Linked DNA regions of Arachis hypogaea: region 2 is linked to region 1. Evidence: chromatin contacts called from public Hi-C data. All regions are on one chromosome and are shown on one strand. Each heading gives the region's core, a stretch centred on a gene start, on an enhancer-like site or on the middle of the called end of the contact. The rest is flanking DNA. Distances are from core to core; before and after follow the strand shown. Region 1 holds the start of LOC112801558. Region 2 holds the start of LOC112801559.

What was found. Hi-C and Micro-C count contacts between places; a contact is called where the count stands out from the background.
Region 2: a contact with region 1 is called in a Hi-C map of leaf, with 4 times the contacts expected there. The contact joins the promoter of LOC112801559 here to the promoter of LOC112801558 in region 1. A contact is called at or near these places in 2 of 8 Hi-C or Micro-C datasets (both in leaf).

What each region holds. Positions count from the first base shown.
Region 1 is chr5:46,847,069-46,853,180 of arahy.Tifrunner.gnm2.J5K5, forward strand. It overlaps LOC112801558, which reads left to right and starts at 3,087. Exons shown (of 5, transcript XM_025844364.3): 1 at 3,087-3,593; 2 at 5,929-6,112. The coding sequence starts at 5,931.
Region 2 is chr5:47,424,388-47,430,499 of arahy.Tifrunner.gnm2.J5K5, forward strand. LOC112801559 reads right to left here and starts at 3,840. Exons shown (of 15, transcript XM_025844370.3): 1 at 3,490-3,840; 2 at 2,736-3,064; 3 at 1,794-1,871; 4 at 1,181-1,236; 5 at 798-917; 6 at 281-351. The coding sequence starts at 3,053.

The DNA.
Region 1 (6,112 bases), core at 1,837-4,336:
GCGCCCTTTTCTTTTATTTATTTCAATAAATTTAATAATGTAATAATTCTATTTTGCACTGTATCACCCCAAATTGTCCACATTACATAATATCGTGCCACCTGGCCTCCACCACTACTGTCGAAAAAATTACTCAGGTCACGGAAGGGTAGAATTGACAACAAAATTTTATATTCGTGTGTTCAAATGACTCATTAAAAAAATTGAGAAGTACATCCGTCTATCGTGTGGTTTACCCAGTTAAAGTGTCTATGTTATTTATGTATCCGGTGTTAATATTGAAAAACAAAGTGCTTAGGGCCACGGCTAGAACTCTAAAAAACTGTGTTCAAGAATAAAAAAGAAATTAACTAGGAGAATCAATAATATCATCTGGATGTTAAGTTTCTAAGGATGCCAACATCTCTAAGATTCAATGGATAGTGAGATGCCAAAACTATTCAGAAGCAAAAAGCTTCTAAGTCTCGCTCATCTAATTAAAACTGAGCTTTATTGGGAACTTTGAAATTTATTTGTATCTTAATTTTCTTTTTATCCTACTGTGTTTTTAATTGCTTGGGGACAAGCAATAGTTTAAATTTGTTGTTGTGATGAGCGGATATTTTCTACGCTTTTGGACATTATTTTCATATAGTTTTTAGTGTGTTTTGTTTAGTTTCGAGTATAATTTTGACTATTTTTCCATAAAATAATATATTGACAAAGTCTATGTCAAGGTTGAGCTGATTTATGATTTGTATGATTAATGCTATTTTCTTCACGTTTATATGAATCTCTAGCAATATTATATAAGATATATCTGCTTTTATGAAATATATATATATATATATATATATATATATATATATATATATATATATATATATATATATATATATATATATATATATATTTGTTTATGTACCTTATTTACTCATGTAAATACTTAACGTTATATAAATCTATTTATAATGAGTGTGACAGATTCTATATTATATAACTAAATAAAGAGTTTAAAATCTTATGTGTTGATTAATAAGTAACATCCAACAAATACCATTTGTCATGACTAGGGATGGCAAGTGGGGAAGTCCGTCCCGTTCCGCTCCGTCCCGTCAGAAGCCCGCCTCGTCCTGCCTAATTAGGCGGTCTTAGAATCCTAGTCCGTCCCGCTTAACTGCGGGCTGGCGGGTTGGCGGGCTAAATCCGCCAAAGCTCCTCTTTTTTTTTTGACTATTAACTACTAAGTAATATATATAATTTCACAACCATATTAATAAATTTATAATTTCTAATGGCATAAAAAATTATATTTTTTATATTCACAAACATTAAAGTCTTTGTAATTATAAATATCTAATAAATATAATTATAAACCAAATTTTCATTCAAAATATAAGTATAAATATTCTCTCCAAAGCAAAATAAACATAATCCAAAACATAATTATAAATATTGTCTCCAAAATAACATAAAGATAATTCAAAACACTCAATTTTTATCTTCATACTCTTGGGGAGTGGATCCTCTCCAGTGAGAAAAAAACTGGATGATATCCAGTGTTCAATCTAACCATTCATTGCACTCTCTCTCTTATTTATTTCTGGGCCCACTCATAGAATCAAAGGTGATAGATCACACTGGATTCTATCAATTGTTAAAAAAACTGGAGAGGATCTTTTTCCATACTCTTGTAGGTTAGGTTGGGGGAAGTTAGGTTTTAGGAAAAAAATTGCAAAAATACCATCTCACTAAAAAAAACCTTAGCTCGGCGGAGAAGCCCGCCCCGCCAAAGCCCGTCAAAACTCGCGGTTTAAGCGGTGCGGGTTAGACGGGCTTTTGCTATTTGGCGGTCCCGATTTTCCAGCCCAGCCCGTTTTTTTTGGCGGGTTACGCGGGCCGGCCCGACGGATTTAGACCCGTTTGCCACTCCTAGTCATGACATACTAAAAATTAAATTATATAACTAGATAAGACTTAATTGATTTAAACTTTATGAAATAAAATAATACTTTATAACTGATGATAAATGTCACTATGGGACCAATATATTTCTATAAAGGTAATTGAATTTTTTATTTATATAGTATATAGTGGTCAAACAGTGGTGTTGAATAATTTTTTTTAAGTGGTTAACATATATATGACTTAATACTTTGAAAGACTCATGTAAATTAGTAGTATTTATTTGATATTGACAAAAAAAAGTTAAATAATAAGAAATTTTCGATTTCAGTTGGTCAACTCGAACTAAGTTCAAAAAATTAGCTATCATTCATTTTAAAAAATTTAGTTTTAATATATTCACGTCATATATATATATATTAAAAATTTTATACGTTTACCAATATTGACAATCGAATATATAGTGTCTTTTTCCACTTCAAGTAGTCTTTAACAAGTATCTTAATAATATTTGCTAGCAAAATCTTAAATTAAATTCAATTAATAATAATAATAAGAAGAATAAGAAGAATATTTATTGTAGGATTTTCCGTTACATATAAAAGTAGAAATTGATATCTGAGTGGCGAAAAGTAGGAAAGTGTAAAGAATCTAGAAATGACCAATTAATTGTTTGTGATATCCTGGAAAAGCACATAATATATATTCCATACTTTTTGATTAATTTTATGCATTATTATAGTAAAATGTTTTACGGAAATATTTGATCATATATTATTATATAAAAAATGATTATTCTTTAAAAACTATCTAAACGAATTATATGATAATCTATATTGTGAGTGTGTCAAATTTATTTTCATTTTCTTTTTCATAAGGTATATTATTACTATTTAAAAAAATTAAAGGAGAAATAACAAATTATATAGACACAAACAATTACTTGTTGACATATATTATTTGATATGTATGAAAATTTTAATTATATTACATTGAAAAATAATTATTTTATTATAATAAACTTAATTATTTGCGTAATTCTATTTATTTGTTAGAAAATATAATTAATACATATAAATATAATTCATATTTTGTGTTTATGAAATCTTTGCAAGGATAAAAATAGAGGCATAGAGAGAGAAAGAGAGAGGAGCGATAATAAAAAGCAGAGAATAAAAGGAGACCGGATGTTGACAAATTTCATGTCACTGTTCTTAGAAGGTCGTTTGTTTGGGTGAAGATTTCTTATCTGGGATCTCTCTCACTTCGCTCTCTTCCAAAAAAACCTCTTTCTCTCTCTAAAACCCCAAACAAAATTAAAAACTACAAAAAAGAAATAAAATAAACCACCAATTTTGTTTTCTTTTCTTCCTATTTCTTTCTCCTCTCTTTGTGTGTATTAGTGCAAGAGAGAGGGGGTAGTGGCTGGCACATTAGATCGAAATCTTCTTCTAACGGATTACGATCTAAGCTACTTCTTCAATGGTGTTGAAGCCGCAACCCCACTTTCTTATTTTTGTCTCATGATTCTTTTATCATTATTATTATTTTCTTTTAGTTTTAGTTACCCTTTTGGCTTCAACTACTGCTGATTCTAAAGGGGTCCTGAATTTCTTTTTTGGGTTCTTTGATGGTGTTGGTGCCTTAATAGTAGAAAAATTCCTTGTGGGGTTTCTTAAGAGGAGGTGATTAGAGGATGTGGGTTTGAGGTAATTTACTCATATACTCTCTCAAATTCTTTAGTTTTAATTAATTTATTTATTCGGTTTTTTTCTCACTCCATTATTTTATTTTATTTTATTTTTTTGTGAGAATTTTGATTTTAGTACTTTGTACATAGTTTTGTTTTGACTAGGATGAGTAATTCTTTTGGTACCTGTTGTTTGAGCGATTCTTCCAGTGAACCTTATAACATAGCTCTATATTCTTCTTCTTCTTCTTCTTCTTCTTGTTATTATTTTAATTTTACTTTGAATTTTGTGGATTGGAATGTTCTGATTATTGTTGCGTGGGTTTGTATGATTGTTGTATTCGATGTTCTTATTTTAATTTTGCCATTTCATTTGATTTCTTTTTTTATTCCTTGGATTGTTTTTTAACTCTAAATTGAAGTGAAGAACCTTAGTTCCCCCAAATTATGGATGAATTTTATGGTGTGCCTGGTTTTGTAACTGCTCCATTACAATGGAGATTTCTCATTTCAATGATGAGCCTATGATGTGTAATGGGAATTCTTGGTGCGTGTGATTACTTGGCCAAGTTCGGGGTTTAACTCATTTTGAACAGCACGGATATAAACTTGCACTACCTATTCTCTTTTGTCTGTCGTTGTCACTCCGATTCATTAACTCGAAGATTTTTGTCCGTCAAAAAGTGACTGGCAAACAAAAGGGAATGGAGGGAGTGTTATAAAAGCTCATCTAGTTTGCGTAGATTTGTTAGTATCACTTGTGGTTTTTCTGATTTATTACTATTTTTTCAGCTTCTTGTTATGGTTGGGGGTAATGGATAAATTTCTAGACGTTGTATGCGATTATTTTAAATGTGATTCAACGGCTGTGGTTATTACCATTTGCATTCTGCAAGTCAATGGCATACAAGTGGCATATTTTGAAGTGCCCTAATTTATAGCCGATATTTATGGTTCAAATTAAAGTTTTTCAACACAATTCTTTGAATACACGATTGGCATTTGTTCAATATTTAGGCTTGGTTTGGTAAAGCTTTTCGAAGAGGTGTTTGCGCTTTTTATCTCGTTTTGTGTTTGGTAAATCAAAAAGTTCATGTGTTTATGCTTGTAGCTTTTAAAAGGTAGGAGTGCTTTTAAAAGCACCTAAGGGGGATCTTTTCAAAGTTGGTTTGTGCTTATCAAAATTAAAGTCTTTAACTCTTACCTTTATGTCTATTATAGTATTTTTTTTTAATTTTAAAAATTATTTTACCAAACGCAATTGTTGTTGCTTGTGCTTATTGAAAGCCATTTTCAATTTGATTTACCAAACACAAATGCTACAACTTTTAAAAAGCCATTTTTTAAAAGCTAGCTTTTATAAGCTACTTTTGAAAAATAAAATCTTTACCAAACTAAGCCTTAATGTTATGAAGCGTTTCCAACACGGATAATGTAAGGTTGTTTCATTTTTCTGATGTTGCATTAGTATAGGCTTTAGAGACTAGTACTGTGTCTATAGCATGCTGTCCTAAGTTGGAGCTAACTTGGGATGCATTGGACTTCAATCAACAATTCCCTGATGTTACTGCTTCTTTTGGTAGTACAGTGTATCTGTGCCCTATTACAATTAGAATCAGTTGTGTATGCTACAATTTTCTGATACTTCTGAAATCTGGAGTTGTTAATTTTTACAGGTAGTTTATGTAGTTGTGATTTCTAAATTAAATATATGATGATTCATAGGATGTGCTGTCTCTCCTTTCCACCTTGCTCACAACTTTTTTCAGTACATATGATATTATTCACACACCATAAGGAGCATTGGGTTAAGTTTCTCAAGAGCTTGTGGTGTTGCACACTTTTTCTTCTTGTCTGTGTCTCAAATGCAATGAATGTGATGTTTTATATTTATTCATAAATTAACATGCTTGATAAGATGAAATTAGCCTCAGCTATGACTCTATGAGCAGGTTGTTGCCTATTTGCTTGCTCTAGAAAGCTAGCAATCAGTTTATCGTTGTTCCTAATTACATGGCTTCTGTTTTAGTTGAAGAAAATCCACATTTACTTTCAGGATTAAAGTTGATATATACCATCCACATTCATATTCTATTTGCTCATAACATCCACATTTGTGGATACTCGAGGCCTCTAAATTCATGATACTGAAGGCCTTAAGTATCGGTGAATTGATATTGCATGCAACCACATTGTATGTTTCGTGTTCTCAGTTTGTCTTTGGTACATTTGTAATTTGTTATCTGGTTGCTTTTTTGAACTTGTGTCTGTGGTTAGATGCAAAGCAGCATTAGTAAATGTTACTATTAATGCTAATGTGATAAACACTTGCATATCTTTTTCATTATTACCAGGAATGGGAACCAAAGTCCAGAAATTTTCAGGGTATTACTCAATGAGAGATCTTAATGAGGAATCTAGTAGTTGTGGTTGGCCCCTTTTATATGGAGAGAATAAAGCACTGACAAATGGGCAGTATTATAATAATTACCTGCCAAGTTCTACTACTGCAGATGCGTGTTCAGTGTATGATAAGGA
Region 2 (6,112 bases), core at 2,590-5,089, 580 kb after region 1:
GGTAGGAGCTTCTTTTGTTTTGGGGGGCAGGGGGTAGGGAAGTGGGGTAAACTATGCCTATACTATATATGCTATTTTTCAGGTTATTGCCAGCAAAACCTGTTATTTTGATGTTAAATATCCAAGAAAAGTAAGGAACCACACTTTAAAATAAAAAAGTAATCTCATACTACTTGGTTTGAAAATTTAGATACCCCAGAGTACCTTAAGTCCCTAAAATAGTATGGAACAAGAATCCAAAATCATACAAAAACAGTAAATTTACAAGAAAACAACTTACTTATAGCTACATGTGCAGCCGGTTCACGAGGATAATTCTTTGCCTCTGTATAAATACAGCTGAAAGCAATGCTGATATATGGCATAGAAGAAGCAAGTTTTAGATCATTGAAGTAACATTGGAGGTTCCATAGTTCCATACTAATAACTATTTCTAGAAAAATTGTGTTAAGTATCGAAGTGAAATGGAAAACCACACTTTAACAGCTAGCTATTAAGGAGGAAGAACTACTTAATGATAACATCAAGCATCCATACTCCCAATATTTGCTATTTAGTATTCACTTTAATCCAACGCATAGGTAACCCTTTTTATGGTGCTAACAACCCAAGCTTTAATACCATTGTCAAATACCTAAGTAAAATGAAAAATCACACCTTAAAAGCTAGCTATTAAAGGAGAAGAACCACTCTTCTTAAATACAACATCAAGAATTCCATACTAGTCGATGTGAGACTTTAGGCAACCCATAATACCAAAGTCCCTAACAAATTGACATAAAATTTGAAACTAAAACCTTTGAAGGCCATTTTCAATTAGAACCTCCAAGCAAGACCGATAGCAATGACTTAAAGCATTTTCGGCAGCAGTGTGGTACTTCACAGCATACTTTGGTCCAACAGTATGAATAACTTTTCTGCGAGAAATTAATAAAAGGCATAAAACAACATATGGATGGAAACTTAATTTTGTGCAAGAGACTGCAGTAGTGCAGTATGATGTATTCATATAAGGAAGAAATATAAATTTATGAAAAAACAGTAGAATATATTGAAATAACTTGTGCAGATTAACAAATGATTAACCGTCTCCAAACAAAACACATAAGAAGAAAATATTGCTAACTAACATTGCTCTAATTTTACTTAACAAGTGATTGTCAGAGGCTAATACACAAACCTTGCAGGAAGGTTATATGCACAGGTAGCTTTAGCCATCCCCGTTCGGCATCCACCCTATCAAGAATAAAGACGTGCAATATCAATCCATAAAGATGTTAAGGCACTATAGTAACAACACTTAATACTGATGCAATGCTTACATCTTAGCCATTCTTCCTACCAAACTCCTGGCTCAAACAACAATAACAACAAGAGGCTTTTCTCGTATGAATCAACAATGACATTTTGTTTTTTCAAAAACCAAGTTTTCAAAATTGGCACTTAAAACTGAGTCCTTCATATTTTTTTCACTTCTTAGGGATCTTCTTGGTCTTCTCTACCTCTAAATGTTCTGCACTTTCTATCATGCCTAAATGGCTTCTATTGGACTTTTTTGAATGTCTTAACCATCTTAGGCATGAATCTACTTTTCAAATCTCAAACGGTGTCAATCCTACTTCTTGTCTAAGTAGTCATTCTGAATTGCACTTTATCTTTAGGATTCCTCATCCACTACAACCATACTCATATGTTCAACACATTTATTTGATCACTACAATTATAAGCTCAAATGTCATCAACAATGACCACATGACAAAATAGTTTTGCAAAGTAATTAATGTGATCTATACCAAAGTTGCGCACTCTTCTGCAAGACCAGGTCCAGCTGCAGCATGCAGCCCAGCGCTGCTATGTGCTTCATCCATGACCTGTGTTAAAGAATGAAACCAGGTGAAGAAACTAATTGTAATATAGATTCCTCATATTTACTAGAGGTCTTATAATATCATTATAATATTGCATAATTATAATGGTCTATGGTTTAGGATAGACAATGTGAAGAAAACTTGAGATCACTTATATTCAACTAAATTCCCTTGGCCACAAGTAAATACAAGTAACAAGTTAACTATTGTTAATGGAAAATAGAAATTAGCATTTGGTTATGTTTATTGGATAAAGGGCACGACGTAAGGTACCATTATTTATCAGCAATAGAATCATCACTAACCTAGAATTCTACTTCATTGAAAACCAAAAAGAGAGCAAGCGCCTCTATAAATAAGCATAAGTTCCTTCTCAAGCCCTTATTGTCCTATTTTGAACTGCACAAATTGTTGTCAAAAGAAAAAGACAGCACAAGATGGTACCTCGGGCATTGCAAAATAACCAAGAACTAAACCTTATTCCACTGGGTATCATCAACTATATGGTAATGAAGCTATAGTATCCTAACGTAAATCATGTTCATCTTTAAAGCCATTTTTCCCCTTGATTTTTTTCTACCTCTAGTTGCTAAATTGCTCTCCACCTAATCTATTATCCTTACCGTATATTCTAGCAGTCTTCTCTAGACATGTCCAACCCAATTTATATGAGATTGTATCCTTATTTTGGTTTCACCATAATAAGGACAATTTTATTTTTAATCATTCCTTCCTAATTTTATCTTACCTAGTTGCCAAATTTTATAATTACCCTCATAAACAATGTTAAACACTTTTATTGTAACACTAAATAAAACAATAATGACAATGATAACAAATAACAATAAACAAGAAATCATATCTCACCTCATTTGTTGAATTGACCACAGCATCCACCTCAAGGTTCCACGGATTTCCCCTCCACAAGTATATCTTCAAATTAACTTCATTGTCAACAGGAAACCTCGACACAGAGCCAATGCCACCACTGTCGGCTTCTGATTGGGAAGTCAAAGGATCGGGAAAGTACGGATTAGAAAATGATGAATCTCCATTATCATCATGTCCCACAGATTGCTCAGCATCAATCCACCGCGGAATTTGATCCAGAGTCACAACGGAGATCCCAGTTTCATTAGGAAATCCAACCTCAGGTGTGGCTGAATGAGCCACAGGCACATACATTGTAGGCACTTCTATAAATAGCACCAATCACACTATTCAGTTTTATATTTTGTCTGTCATTGCCACAACCACCCCACACAATCACAAACTCAACTATGCAATCACCATAATCATAATCAACAGTAATAACTCTACTTCCAAATTCGAACAAATATGAGATTCTAAAATAAAATTTCAATCATTCTCCTTCCAAATTTAAACAATGATATCTAAGATAATTCAAGTGTAATTCAATTCTTCAATTATTATGTTTTGGCATCCAACGAAAAAAAGCACAAAAGAAAAAAATAGCACAAATTCATAATTTAAATTTGTATGAAATGGTAAAAATCTAATTTGAGAATAGTTTTATCTCGCAATCCCTTTGAACTGCATGTGAAAAATTCAGAAGACAAGAATGGAAAACCTTAATTGGATGACAGAAAGCATGAAATACCTGGAATTATAATCTAGAGTCAGAAAAGAAAGTGTTTTTTTCTTCTTTCTCCTCAAAGTTAGTTTTGCTGGGATCAAATGAGAAACGCAAACTATTTTTCTAATTTGTGTATTTACGTATAGTTAAAATTAAAATAGAATGCAAATTTTTTAATTTATTTTTGGATAATTAATAAAAGAAAAAATTAAGAGTATATAGCTTTTTGTATTCACTATTTATCAGCGGCTTGCGGATGACGATGGGTCGTAAGTTTTTTGAAATTGAGACGAAAATTGTAAAGAAGTCTTGAGGTGCTAATCATTTAACCAACATCGTCGTTGCTAATTAACTGACATTTGTACAGAAATTAACACTTTTTTATATTGGGTTGTTCTATCATTTATTTAGATTCATCTGTACCATATCGTTATATTATATGACACGTGGATAGTTGTCTCCCTTTAAGAGTTTGTTTGGGATTTTTTTAATGATTTTTTTTAAAATAAAAATAATTTTATATTTAAATATTTTATATAAAATTATTTTTTGTTTATTTATTATATTAAAATGCCTTTTTTTAATTAATTTTTTATAAAAAATACAAATTATAATTTTTATAAGATATTTTTTATTTTTATTATTTTAATTTTTATCACTAAAATTTTGTCCGCTAAAAAATAAAAAAAATTATTTTTTAATAAAAAAGATTTTTCTTAACAACAACTTGTCTTAAAAGCATCTAAATAAGTATTAAAAAATATGTTTTAGAGAAACAACTTCAAAGATTAGCATGTGGGTTTGTTTTTTCTTGGAAATTAATAAAATAATTTTATTTTTAAAAAGTTAGTCAATTAGTTAGTTTAAATGTGTCTTTTAAAAAGTTAGTTAAGGTGAAAGAAACTGAATTCAGTTTATTTTATTTTATTTTATTAGAGTGTAGTTAGATGGAGCAACAGTTATTGAAAAATGAGCATACGCTTTATAAATTGGATCAGGCTAAATACATTGCAGGCAGACTTGATCTAGTGGTACACTTCTTTTATCACTCTTGTTTATTATATTGTAATAACATGTGAATTTGTAATTTTATGTGTTCACCGTTTTTTTAACTTGTTTATTTTATTTGGTAGGCGCCTTAAATCTTGTGCACCAGACGGAATTTGATGAGACGCCTGCCTTAGCAGATTAGGTCATATCTCAGATGAGCTGGGTCTCAGCATGTGGCATACATAGTGGAGTTTGAGCGTGATTGACCATTGGCGTCAGCGTTGATAGAGAGATGGAGACCTGAATCCCATATGTTTCATCTGCCATGCGAGGAGATGACTATCACCCTACAGGACATGGCGTACCAATCGGAACTCAGAATCAAGAGTGATCCTTTTAGTGGCTGCATTGGTAGGTGGGAGCAGCACCATGATGGACGGTCCATTGAGGACTTCTGCCTGTAGCTACTGGTACTGTTCCGAGCCCCAAAGCTCGAACGAGGACAGCGAGATGTCAAACCTTCTGCATTAGGCATATAAGGATGTCTCGATGCGAGGTCTCATGGACGATGTCCTGGTCCACGTGGTGGTAGGCGAGGTCATGGCCAGCAGGATAGTTTAGAGTTTTACGCATATAAATGTATAATGTACAACAGTTAGTTTTGATAACATATTAATTTTGTTATAATTAATATTATTGTTTTAAAGTTCAATCATATATTCCATTTTCAAGTTATCAAATGAAGTGAATTACATAGTACAATGATACGAGAAAAATTGCCAGTAAAGAATTTCTCAATGAAATCTTGTTGTAAGTATAGTTCTAAACCAGCAAACAATCTTCAATCAAGATTTAATTTGTTTGTCACAAGTACAAACTCCAATAAAAATAATCGAAGTATTTAAACCTCGGGTCGTCTCTCAAGGAATTATAGGGAAGTGTACATGTTATTGGTTATGGGTTGTAGATTTTTGGGATTTTGGAATAAGAGACAAGAAATGTAAAGGATAAGAAAGTAAATGAAACTCAAATGATAAAAATATCTTGGCAAGGGTTGATGGTTAAGGATCTCTATCCTTGTTACTAACCACAACATGATAATTGCAAGGATCAATCCCATTAAGTCATTCTCTAAGAAGTGAAGAAAAGTCAAATGGGCTACATTAATCATAGTCCATAAGTCCTAGCTAACTCACTAATTGATTTAGTGAAAGACTAGCGTCAACGAACACCAATTATCAATCACTTGGACATTAGCAACTCAAGGGTTCCTAAGTTACCACCCCAAACCAAGAACATAAAAATCTACTCTAACATCCTACCAAGCATTTCATCAAACAATTGGAAGGCATAAAAGGAAAGTAAGATAAAAGTGTAAGAAATGTAAATCTACAACTACCAATTGCAAGAAAAGAAGAATAGCAAAGCAATTAAACAATAAAAGAAATCAAACATAAATTGCATTAAAGGAAAATAAAAGGAACAAGAGTGCATAAACATAAAAGTGACTAGAATAGGAAATTAACAAAAGAACTAAGAAGAACAAGGATGTAGTAACAATAAATTGAAAGAAAAACAAGAATTAAACCTAGATCTAAGAGAATTTACCCTAATCCTAACCTAATTTTAGAGAGAAGAGAGAGCTTCTCTCTCTAGA